Linked DNA regions of Triticum aestivum: region 2 is linked to region 1. Evidence: chromatin contacts called from public Hi-C data. All regions are on one chromosome and are shown on one strand. Each heading gives the region's core, a stretch centred on a gene start, on an enhancer-like site or on the middle of the called end of the contact. The rest is flanking DNA. Distances are from core to core; before and after follow the strand shown.

Region 1 (6,441 bases), core at 2,643-5,142:
TATGAGAATATTTGGCAATCTCATAATGATTACGATCAGCTGGTTACCGAAACTTGGAGAGCACAAGCCAGGCAACCAGGTCTGCACGGCGTAATGAACGCCCTCGAGGCTCTGCAGCGCAAGCTCATGCCTTGGGGGGTCCGAGAATTTGGATGCCTAACAAGGATAGTCTGACAGCTTCAAAAGCGACTTGACAGGCTTCGCTGTCAGTCAGTCGGATGGGGGCCTTCACAGGAAGAAACAACTACCATGTCAAAGCTCCGAGAAGCGCTTAAACTCAAGGAGATATGGTTGAAGCAGCGGTCACGTGTCCCTTGGCTACGCGAAGGAGACCGCAACACAGCCTATTTCTAGGCGCAAGCTAGACAACACAAACGTATAAATAAGATCGCCAATTTGCAGCGATCAGATGGCTCTGTTTGCGCATCTGGAGATGAGGACAAGGAAGAGATCCTTGATTTTTACCAGGCTCTTTATACATCTCAAGGGTACAACAACAGTGATGAACTGTTAGCGCATGTACCAAACCGGGTCACGCCGGCCATGAATGATATGTTATGTAAACCATTCGAAGCCTCCGAGGTCCAAGAAGCTTTATTTTAGATATCCGCGTCCAAAGCGCCAGGGGTGGATGGATTTACAGTTGGTTTCTATCAGCGTCACTAGGAGCTATTGAAGCATGACATAGTCCCGGCGGTGCTTGATTTTCTTAATGGTGGTGAGCTACCTGCTGGACTAAATGATACTGCTATCACGCTTATTCCTAAGGTACGTCATCCACAGAACATCTCCCAGTATCGCCCCATTGCTTGATGCCCAGTTCTATACAAGATCGTTGTCAAGGTCATAACCAATCGGCTGAGGCCATGCATGGATGAGATTATCAGCGAGGAGCAAAGTGCTTTCATCCTAGGTCGTTTGATCACGGATAATGTACTTGTGGCATTTGAAAGTGTCCATACGATGAAGAGACGAAAGAAAGGGAAAAACTTTTCGTGTGCAATCAAGTTGGACATGATGAAAGTTTATGACCCTGTAGAGTGGCACTTCCTTGAAGCTATGCTAGTGAGACTTAGATTTGCTGGCAATTTGGTCAGATTAATAATGAAGTGCGTCACTTCAGTTCGTTTCTCTGTTCGTGTTAATGGAGAATTGCTGCCTTACTTCACCCCCTCGAGAGGATTACGACGGGGTTGCCCTATATCCCCATACCTATTTCTGATCTGCGCCGAGGGTTTTTCTTCTCTGTTGAAGCATTATGGCAACTATATTGACCGAGGTATACGTGTAAGCTTCAGAGCCCCATGGGCCAATCACCTTCTATTCGCTGATGATAGTTTGATCTTCATCAAGGCGAGTAATGAGAGTGCATCTCGTTTGAATGACATCCTCAGAATATATGGTGAGGCCTCCGGCCAGTGTGTGAATCGAGCAAAAAGTTCCATCTATTTCAGCCCAAACACACCGGCGACTCTAAGAGGGAGTCTCAAACAGCTTCTGAATGTGCACTCAGAAGCCTTTTCTGAAAGATACCTCGGTCTCCCAACTGCTGTTGGAAGAGTTACGAGTGGAATGTTCGAGCATATTGGAGATCGGGCGAAAGGGAAAATGCAAGGATGGTCTGAAAGGTTCTTTGCTTGTGCAGGTAGAGAGACTCTAATCAAATTAATTGTGCAAGCAATACCGACCTTCAGTATGTCTTGCTTCCTTTTGACCAAGAAAGTGTGCAAGAATCTTACCTGAAGCATGGCAAAATATTGGTGGGGGAGCTCCGTCGATCGACGCTCTCTACACTGGATAGCTTGGGAAAAGCTTGCTACACCCAAGATAGAGGGATGGGATTTCGGGACATGCGACAATTTAATCTAGCGCTTCTCGGGAAGCATGGATGGCGGTTCCTAACAAAACCAGACGCCCTCTATACGAGAGTGATGAAGGGAAGGTACTTCCCAGACTGTGATTTCATGCAAGCGCCAACACCCAAGTCTGCCTCAGCCACATGGCGTGCCATCATCACCGGGCGAGCAGCCCTAAGTGTTGATCTTATAAAGCGCATCGGTGATGGGGTTTCAACCTCGGCCTGGGAAGACCGATGGATCCCATCGACCGTAACTATGCTGCCTCTGTTCAGGCCGCCATCCACCCCGGTGACTATGGTCGGCGAGCTCATCGACTCGGACAACTGGACCTGGAAGCGCGACCTGGTTCGCGCGACATTCATTCCACCAGACGCAGAGGCAATTCTTAATATTCCGCTTTGTCGGGGCGGCGGGGCGGACTTTCTTGCTTGGGCACATGAGAGATCTGGCATCTATTCTGTTAAAACAACATATCAAGCTCTAGTGAATCAGAAAGAGCGGTTAGCTCTAGAAGAAGGGCATATATCGGGGCCATCAATGAACGAAGAACATATGTGGAGCTTGCTATGGAAGCTCAAAGTTGTCCCAAAAGTAAGAGTCTTCTGGTGGCGGGTGTTGAGGGGAATCATTCCGGATGAATGCACCCTCCATCATCGCCATATCAGAGATACTAGCTCATGTAAGCTTTGCCTGGCTACAGACGAAGACTTGATGCATGCTCTTGTCCACTGTTCTCATGCAAAGCGGTTTTGGGAGGAGGCAAGGCTACTCTTTGGGATCAACCTACCCCGGCTCCATCCCAGTACTTGGGCACGCGATATCCTATGTGATCTTCGGTTCATTGACAAGGACCGTGCCATCATCATCACGGTCATGTGGGCCATTTGGATGTCTCACAATAGAAGAACACATGATCAGGAGACCATTGATCCAGTTGCCTCGGTCCGTCGCATCCGTGAGGACCTTGCACTGTTGGATATTCCTCGACAGAGCTTCGTACTTCTGCCAGGTCAAGGGTGGCGGCCCCCCGAAGATGATCATATCAAGATCAATACTGATGCTGCAATACACTTTGATGCCGGCGTCACCGGCGTGGGGGGAGTGGCCCGCTCTTCCTCGGCGTTCTCGGGCGCATGGTGCAAACCCCACCTAGGGGTCACAGACCCTTTCATTGCTGAAGTGCTCTCCCTGCGGGAGGGTGTCATCTTCGCCAAGCTTCGAGGCTACATGCACGTGTGACTGGAATCCGACTGTCTTGAGGCAGTTAACCTCCGAAACTCTAGCGACACCGATCTTTCGGTAGTAACACCAATTTTCTTAGAAATTAGAGAGCTTTCTGCTGGCTTTTTGTCTTTTCATATTTCTCATGTAATAAGATCCGCTAAGGGTCCTGCACATTTGTGTGCTAAGCGTGCATGTACGCTTTACGTGACCGAAAGATGGCTGGACTCCACGCCTAACTTCCTGGTTAGCAGCCTTCTGGCTGACTGCCCAGCGAATGCGTTCATCTAATAAAGCTCTCTAAAGTTCCCTGAAAAAAAAGCTTTTACGGATACTCCAGGCCAGGCGCCTTTGCCACAGGATGGCAACCAAACACCCTCTTAGGCCAACTCCAGCGCGTGACCCATTTCTACCTCAAATCGTCCGTTTGTGTCCGTTTGGGATAAAACGGACAAACCGAACAACCCAACGCATGGGAGCATACAGACGTTTCGTCCAGTCTGTGTCCGCTTTTGCCCTATTTCCAGACCAAAGTTGCTCTAGGTTTGGGGCCAAAGCGGACAGAAAGCGGACGTCTTCGCGTCCTCGTCGTCCGTCTATGTCCGCCCTCAACCCCACCTGTCACTCTCTCCTTTTTTGTACCTGGCCCACCATACGGACAAAATTTGGACAAAATAGGTATAGATTTAGGGTAGCAGCGTTGGGCGCAGCAAGTTTGTGCGGCCTCTGTCCGGCGTTTGTTCTCCCTATTTCTACCCCATATGGATAAAATCCGGACAAAATAGACCTATTTCTACCCCATATGGATAAAATCGGGACAAAATGGGTATAGATTTAGGGTGCTGAGGTGGACCCCAAACACACAAAAGAAAGGTCACATTCCTTCTCGACCCACCGCTCCGGCCGGCAGCCATGGAGGAGTACCTGGCAAACATGAGGACCCTACGCAGCTACATGAACGGTCCGTCGCGCGAACTCACCGCCCCTTCCCCCGCCCCTGCTCCCGCCGCTCTGACTCTCCAGCCGCCTCGGCTGTCGATGGTTGCGTCGCTGGGCTGCAGATCTGGAAGAGGAGGCAGCGAAGCGGTCAGCGGAGGAGCAGAGGCAGCGCACGGCCATAGATGCTCACGACAGCGACATCGCCTTAGGTTCAAATGTCTCTTGTTTCTATCACTGGATTCGCGCTGCTAATTTTGCCGTCTTGGTTGATGATGTCGCTGTTTATGTTTGGGCAGTGAGGGCGCAGGCGAAACAGGTGAGCAACGAGGCCGAGCACCTTGCCAAGGCGAGGGCGCATGTCTGTGTGGAGATGGCTGAGAAGCAGGGTAGGATCGCCTCACTGGAGGTCGTGGGTGCCACGCTGAAGCAGGTGAGGATCCTGGATTGTTCGTTGTAGCTCTTGCGGAGTTTGCTATCCTGGAAATATGTGCACGTAAGCCGTAATAAGTTATTTGATGGCACTCCTTTGTGGCATGTTGGAGGACGTGAAATGCTATGTTGAACGGTATTTAGCGAGTGAATAGTCATGCTTTCGTAGAAGTGGGAAAACAGCGTCAGCTGTTGTGAATTAGTAGGAAGTTGGTTGGTCATAATCGTTAAAAAAATGCAGACGGAGAATCACCTCTTGCTGTGGTCGTGAAGATGGGAGGGCAGGACTCCACCCACTAGGGTTTATATCCTGCCATTCTTGTGCGCATTTGTAGGAACTTTGTGAGATTGGTGGATATGGCTGATCCTTGTTTTGGAAGCGTGTGTTAAGGAGGTGCGTTGTGAGTGTGTTTCCCTTGCAATCGCCAAGAAAAAGGGCAGACTAGAAGTGATGCAATTGGACAGTTATATTTTGTCTTAAATGGTAGTTCTGAAATGCGATGTTCTTTTTGCGGGGGTTGGCTCTTCCAAAATCTGTTCCGAGGGTTAAATTTTTGTCCCATCTGAGATACATTTCTTGCTTTTCATACCCTAATATTGATTTTTTCCCCTTCGGCGCCAGTCCGTTGGGTTGTCAAATCGTCAAATGTAATCCAGGTGTTGGTATTCAGCTGTCAGGGCCTAAGTCCCCGAAGGGATAGTGGTGGATGGTGGGAGGACGGGGGCGGGGAAGGTTGCCTTTGGGTACCGTGATGCCAAGGGGAGATAGGGCTGCAGAGGAGAACCCCTACCTTTTCTATTTATGTTTCTTGCTTGTTTCTCTCAATACCAGTCCCGGGCATTATTTATCCTGCAATTTACATGACTTGGAAAGTAAGGACTCTTTAAACCGACTTAGACCTGAACACAATAGGGGAAACCTTCTATTTGTAACAAAAAACCCTATCGCACTCAGATCAAACTTCCTAAGGCTTGAACTTACCTAATCCTGTACTCCTATAATATGGTGGCCACCGAGTCTTGCTTCGGCTTGCACCTGCAGACATAGTGCTGACCCACATGACATCAGTTCCCTCCATGAGCAGCTCGTGCTTGAGCCAGAAGGTTGGGTTCTTATGCTGAAATTCAGTAAGATGTTCACAGGAAGCTTGAGATGCAGCACGACCTGTCCATTGCACAAACATTTGTTGCATGCCATGACTAAGACGAGCCACAAGTAAAGAGAGATGTTGGGAAGTTTGTTCAGCGGTGCCACATTGCAAGGGCTAGGTCCAGAACATAGGGTTATACATGTCTTTGTCTGTTCCTGTTGCTCCATGGGAGGATATCTCTATGGACTTCGTCTTGGGTTAGCCAAGAACAAGACGAGGGAATGATGCTGTGTTTGTGGTCATGGACAGATTCTCTAAAATGGCTCATTTCATGCCATGTCGCAAGACAACAGATGCTCATCATGTGGCTAACCTATTCTTTCGAGAAGTGGTCAGACTTCATGGAGTTCCAAGGTCCATCGTCTCAAACCGCGATAGCAAGTTTCTTGCTGCATTTTGGCTCACTTTGTGGAAGCAAGTCAACACTGCATTCAGATTTTCTAGCACTGCCTATCCACAAACAGATGGACAAAATGGAAGCGGTGAACAATTTTTTGGGTAATCCTACAATAACTCTTTTTTCATTGTCTACGATGAAGTTCCATCACACGTGGTGGACCTCGTGAAGCTACCATCAAGGGGAAACTCAAATTCAGTATCGTCCTTTGCTGATAATTACACTGAGTTGTTTGAAGAAATTCATGGTGTTTCGAAAGCACAAAATCGGAAATATAAACAACTTGCTGACTGCAAAAGGAGGCTGAAATCATTCCAAGTTGGTGGTAAGGTGATGGTCTACCTCTGGAAAGAAAGATTGCCTTTTAGGTATTAAAGGGAAGCTTAGAAGCGAAGGTATGTGCCCTTCTCTATTATGAGGAAGATAAAATGATAATGCTTATGTG
Region 2 (6,441 bases), core at 2,475-4,974, 43 kb after region 1:
GCTCTTTGCGGATGATGTGGTGCTAGTCGATGATAGTCGGCAATAGGAAGTTAGAGCTATGGAGACAAGCCTTGGAATCTGAAGGTTTTAGACTTAGTAGAACTAAAACCGAGTACATGAGGTGCGGTTTCAGTACTAGTAGGCACGTGGAGGAGGAGGTTAGTCTTGATGGGCAGGTGGTGCCTCGAAGGACACCTTTAGATATTTGGGGTCTATGCTGCAGAAGGATAGGGATATCGATGATGTGAGTCATCGAATCAAAGCTGAATGGATGAAGTGGCGCCAAGCTTCTGGCATTCTTTGTGACAAGAGAGTGCCACAAATGCTAGAAGGCAAGTTCTATAGGGCGGCGGTTTGACCCGCAATGTTGTATGGCGCTGAGTTATTGGCCGACTAAAAGGCGACATGTTCAACAGTTAGGTGTGGCGGAGATGCGTATGTTGAGATGGATGTGTGGCCACACAAGGAAGGACGGCGTCCGGAATGATGATATACGAGATAGAGTTGGGGTAGTGCCGATTGAAGAGAAGCTTGTCCAACATCGTCTGAGATGGTTTGGGCATATTCAGCGCAGGCCCCAGAAGCGCTGGTGCGTAGCGGACGGCTAAAGCGTGCTGATAATGTCAAGAGAGGTCGGGGTAGACCGAACTTGACATGGGAGGAGTCCATAAAGAGGGATCTCAAGGACTGGATTATCGAAAGAGAACTAGCTATGGAAAGGGGTGCGTGGAAGCTTGCTATCCATGTGCCAGAACCATGAGTTGGTTGCGAGATCTTATGGGTTTCACCTCTAGCCTACCACAACTTGTTTGGGACTAAAAGCTTTGTTGTTGGAGAAGTCTACTTAATACCATGACGTTTGACACAGCCATGTCGTTTGGCGTCCGACTACATTACCCTTAAGGTTTAGAAACTAGCTACCAAACCTTTGCGAAGCCATTAAAACCCACTGGGGAGCTCTAGGAGTCGGTTTCATTAGCATGATTCTTTGATATGCCTCATGGGGGTAGCTTAACTTATCCATCTTTTCTCTCTTTCGCCAGTAGCCATTATTTCCTGATTATCAAAGTAGCAACATCCTGACTGTACCATCTCCTATAATTCTGGGCCTAAGCTACCTGTGCCTTGTGCTTTCGATTTGCACATTCCTTCACCCCACCATGCCTCTGCGTCACTGCACCAGTCTCTTACTTACCACTCGCCCATATCTACCCTTAAGGCTGGAACATTCTTTTGCTATATAAGCGACTTGCTAATTTCAAGTGCTAACCCACATCACTAGACATGTTTTCTTGGGAACACACCCTTAGACTTGTGTTGAAGTTTTTGTCACTTTGAACTGACTACTATGCAATGCTAACCATAAGCATGCACTAAGGAGTCTAAGTTGCTCTGGTACTAGGTGATAAATAACACAAGCTTGGCTCATTTTCTCAGAGTGGTGCCTCACAGGGTGGTCGTGGGGCAACTTGGTTTGATTGGACGAGGTGAGTGGGATGGAGTGGTTGATGGTCTCGTCATTGGAATACACAGGAGGCAGATGCCACAGGGGCAGCGAGTCAGCTACATGGTGCAATTGAGCCGTTGTCCAAGGGTGCACATAGAGCGGCAAAGCTAGGTCACAAGGGGTAGCTACAAACACTTTGTGCATGGGCTCCTCAAACTTGGCAGCCATGAAGCTACGTGAGGATGATACTGTGTTGCACTACGAAGCACACATGAGCTGGGTGAGGTAATCATGCCCCCCACCTGTCAGTGTCAGTTCCAATCTTGGATGCTGCCAGGATGCCAGGAGCAAACTTCATGGAAGCATAATGGTCCCATCTCAGGTGCTCTGTACTAGCTTCTTGATGAATGGAAGCAGTGCTGCTGATATGGAGTATCTGAACAATCTACATGAGGTGGTTTCTGCAATTAGTAAAAAAAAGAACTTTTGATCGACGCAATTAGCAAACTACATGCGTGCACTGACCAGGCTCTGTTTATATTACCTGTTTTCTGTTTGAGTGATGTTACTTTGCTTGAAATTTTGAGATTAAACTATTAGCTTACTATCAGGTCTGCACCATTCTAGATATCATCTTGACTTTTAACTTGTGAAACTGTTACATTGGATAACATAAATAGGAATTTTTGTCAATTGTGAAACTGTAACTAATAGCTTCACCTGAATATTGATCTGTTGTGTTATTGCAGGGAAGAGGTATGAAGTGCTCAACTTAGGAGGGAGCATAGACAAGGTATTCCATGCTTCCCATTCTCCTCCTGTAGCAAAGGAACATCCAACCTGTCATGTGTCGCTCACTAACTAATAAACAGGAATCTGACGTTGGAAAGAAGCTACTGGATATCAAAGCAAAAGGATCACAGCTCCTCTTAGAAATCAGCGAAGTATTCTAGTTCTGGAGACTCTTATGGCCCTAGATCTGCCAAGCAGTCGCAATTGCTGTTTTAGTTAAACTAAAGAATTATTAACTTTGCAGTGTAAGCAGACCCTTGAGCAGGAGAGCAACATAACTGCTAGATTCCCTGTAAGTTCAGTGTGTTTCTTAACCGTAAACATCATTCTGTTATCAAGTCATTCTCCATGTGTGTTATTTCATCCTGGTGCCTGCAGGCTGCAGTACAGGAGATGGATATTAAGTCCTTGGAGGAGGAATACAAAGGTCTACAAGGTGATGGAGCTGGAGAAGCCGAGTACTTCCAGTCTCTTGAAGAACAAATCATTAAAATGAAGGTGTTTTACCGATACTTTTCAGTTTGGTTGCTCCATGATTTAATCTAATTGATTTCCTTTTTCTTCTTCTCATGGAGAAATACATATACTACCTCCGATCCAAATTAATTGACGCAGCTTTAGTACAAAGTTGTGCTAAAGTTGCGTCAATTAATTTGGATCGGAGGGAGTGCGTTACTTTCAATGATGCCATGTGCAGTCTTAAGAAGCTGAACATCTTTCTCTGCAGGGAGTTTCTGATCCTATTAAATGCTGTTGCGGACTGGAGTACAATGTAGAACTAGGCGGGGAGTCCATGGGTGTAAGATAAACTCAGCCGCAGATTGCCACAGGTTCAGTGCGTTTAAAGTATGTATATGCACAGCTGGCGTAGGCTGCGCTTGGGCGGTTTATATTTTCCACCTGTATTAATCTACAAGGGCATTTTTCTGTGCACACCTGAGATACAAGTGTAACGAAAACACAATTGTAAAATTCTGGATTTCTGCTTGGATAGCATCGTATTTAGCCTGTCAGCAACATACAGCACAACAAGTCATTCTGAGATTCAGAAACTTCAGGTATAGCGCCAGATGCCACAACGATGCGGACAATGATGCGGACAATGACGGAGATGAATTGGTCAGTTTGCCAGGTGGTGTGCGACGACCTCAACTCCTCTTGTACTGCCGGTCATGGCGTGCTGCTCCAGTCTCTGTCGGCAGCCGGCAGTCACCACCGCCGTCGTCATAAAGTTCACTCCGGCAGTCAGCATGGACATTTCCAGACCTTGCCAAGGTAGCTGCCGCCGCCACGGAACCCGCTCACAACCGCCACCGACGTTGCCTCAGCCCACGCTCTTTGCCGGCCTGGTCAGGACCGCAGCCTGCCAGTTCGTTGCCGCCTCAACCTGCTGGTCGGCGGGAACTCCAGCCGAGCATGGCAAGGCACGTGATGTCGGCGCCAGTAACTCGCCAGGCCTATGGTCCCCGACACCGGTGGCTCGTCCATTCCTGTGCCTGGAGCCGTCCGTCCGGAGGTATGCGCCCTTGGAGCCCACGCTCTTTGCCGGCCTGGTCAGGACCGCAGCCTGCCAGTTTGTTGCTGCCTCAACCCGCTGGTCGGCGGGAACTCCAGCCGAGCATGGCAAGGCACGTGACGTTGGCGCCAGGAACTCGCCAGGCCTATGGTCCCTGACACTGGTGGCTCGGCTATTTCCTGTGCCTGGAACCGTTCGTCCGGAGGCATGCGCCCTCGTCCTTGGCTAGGTTTTTTTTTAGACAAACTCGCGAAACTTTTATTCAACCGTCACAATGTTTACAGGGACGAACAAAAGATCGCCGGGGTGGCCTAACTAAACATGGCGGCTGGTTCCCAACGTTAATGCATGCTTTGCGAGGTTGTGAGCCTCAATGTTCGAGGATCGAAATTCATGACTAAAAGAACAAGATATGAAAAAACGAGTTCTATCCCTTATTTCATGTACCACTGCTCCATATGCTGCTGCCGTTCCTCTTTTGATCGCCTCCACCGCTGTCATGCAATCTGAGGCGATGATTGCTCCATATGCTGTTGCCGTTCCTCCTTTGATCGCCTCCACCGCTGTCATGCAATCTGAGGCGATGAAAACCTTCTGCTCGTATAAGTCCTCGGCAAGTGCCATTGCTTCCCTGGTAGCTAGAACTTCAAGCACCTCCAGGTCCTCTATGTTGTTGAAGACAACTGCCGAGGCCCCCAAATACACACCCAATGCATCGCGGCAAACGGCTCCCACAGCCCCCCTTCCACCAGCACGCGGCACAGCCGCATCTACATTAATTTTAACATGATCATTCGGTGGTGGCTGCCAAGCAGTAGGGCGGACCCTTGGAGTTGTCAGTGACCTGTCAACAGGTTTCGGTATGTGCTTCAAATCAGCCAAGTAGCTAGTGACAAAACCATGAGTAGCGAATGGAGTTTTGTAAATTCCTTCATGGATTATCTTTCTCCTCGCTGCCCAAATCGCCCATAGTGTGACAATCATGGTAGTGAATTCCTCTTGAGGAAGCGATTCGCTCATTAGAAAGAGCCATCTCTTTGCATGTTCATCTCTCTACATACACATATGCTGCACCATATCCTCATTTGATAGAGCCCACACGCACCGGGCGTAGTTACAGTCAATAAGAGAATGGCGCCAGTTGTCATCTGCTCCACATAACGCACACACATGCGATGGTGACATGTTCCGACGATGCAGCACATCACTGGTAGGAAGTGAGTGACGAGCCAGCCTCCATGTGAATATTTTCAGTTTTGAAGGAACTTGCAATCCCCAAATAGATGACCATCCTTTGGATTCTCCGCTGGACATATCCTCAGCCTCATCCAACCAGTCTTCCCTTCCCATCTTCATCTTATGGATCAATTTGTAAGCTGATTTTACTGAGAAACGTCCCCTCAGATCGCCCGACCATGCCCAAAAGTTGTCCACTTGTCTTGTACAGAGGGGAATCTTCAGGATTGCCTCTGCATCAGCGGGAACAAAGACTTGGCGTACTACCTCCTCTCTCCAGCATGCCATGGTTGGTTCGTCCTTGGCTAGGTGAGAGAAAGAGTCAGAAAACGGGGGGAAACAGATGTGATGAGAAGTTTATCCAATACCGGCCAAAACCAGGTGTAATCTTGAATACACGTGCAAAATTTACGGACCAAAACGATCAACCAATCGTTAACCGGAACCCACTCGGTTTGTTTTTATGGGGGTGGATTTTACGAGTGTAATTGTGTAACACCCACAATGCGGCTATATCTCCCACGTGTCGGGGCACGACTTAGAGACATAGCCGCATGATAGATTAGTCGCAAGTGGGGTAATCTCCACACAATCCCATGTACTGAATAAGAAAGGGATAAATAGTTAGCTTACAATCGCCACTTCACACCAATAACAAGTTAAACATACATCATCCATAATACAATCAAGGTCCGACTACAGAACCAAAATAAAAGGAAGACAACCCCAAGTGCTAGATCCCTGATCGTCTCAACTGGGCTCCACTATTGATCAATCGGAAGACACAAAACAACGATCAAGATCTTCATCAAGCTCCCACTTGAGCTTGGTTGCGTCACCTGTACTGGTATCGTCGGCACCTGCAACTGTTTGAAAGTATCCGTGAGTCACGAGGACTCAGCAATCTCACACCCGCGAGATCAAGACTATTTAAGCTTATGGGTAGGAAAGGGTAGTGAGGTGGAGCTGCAACAAGCACTAGCATATATGGTGGCTAACATACGCAAAAGAGAGCAAGAAGAGAAGCAACGCAACGATCGAGAAGCTAGAAGTGATCCTAAAGCTACTTACGATCAAGCATAACACGAGACCGTGTTCACTTCCCGGACTCCGCCGAAAAGAGACCATCACGGCTACACACGCAGTTGATTCCTTTTAATTAAGTTAAGTGTCAAGTTCACTACAACCAGATATTAACAAATTCCCATCTGCCACATAACCGCGGGCACGACTCTCGAAAGTTTATACCCTACAGGGATGTCCCAACTTAGCCCATCACAAGCTCTCACGGTCAACCAAGGATATTCCTTCTCCCGGGAAGACCCGATCAGTCTCGGAATCCCGGTTACAAGACATTTCGACAATGGTAAAACAAGACTAGCAAAGCCGCCCGATGTGCCGACAATCCCGATAGGAGCTGCACATATCTGGTTCTCAGGGCAACACTGGA

The links. Hi-C and Micro-C count contacts between places; a contact is called where the count stands out from the background.
Region 2: a Hi-C map of leaf shows a contact between it and region 1, with 2.2 times the contacts expected there. The contact joins the enhancer-like site here to the promoter of LOC123154807 in region 1. A contact is called at or near these places in 2 of 5 Hi-C or Micro-C datasets (both in leaf).

The regions. Positions count from the first base shown.
Region 1 is chr7A:358,182,848-358,189,288 of IWGSC CS RefSeq v2.1, forward strand. It overlaps LOC123154807, which reads left to right and starts at 3,893. Exons shown (of 12, transcript XM_044573441.1): 1 at 3,893-4,041; 2 at 4,142-4,228; 3 at 4,316-4,449. The coding sequence starts at 3,993.
Region 2 is chr7A:358,225,822-358,232,262 of IWGSC CS RefSeq v2.1, forward strand. LOC123154807 reads left to right here. Exons shown (of 12, transcript XM_044573441.1): 8 at 2,197-2,240; 9 at 2,320-2,391; 10 at 2,484-2,531; 11 at 2,618-2,737; 12 at 2,967-3,252. The coding sequence ends at 3,047. Among protein-coding and RNA genes, the nearest start is that of LOC123154807, 42 kb to the left of the region's middle. Within about 2 kb of position 3,725, at least 7 of the 8 cell types and tissues checked have an H3K27ac peak or open chromatin away from gene starts, as enhancers often do. A contact at or near this core is called in leaf, where this site is marked.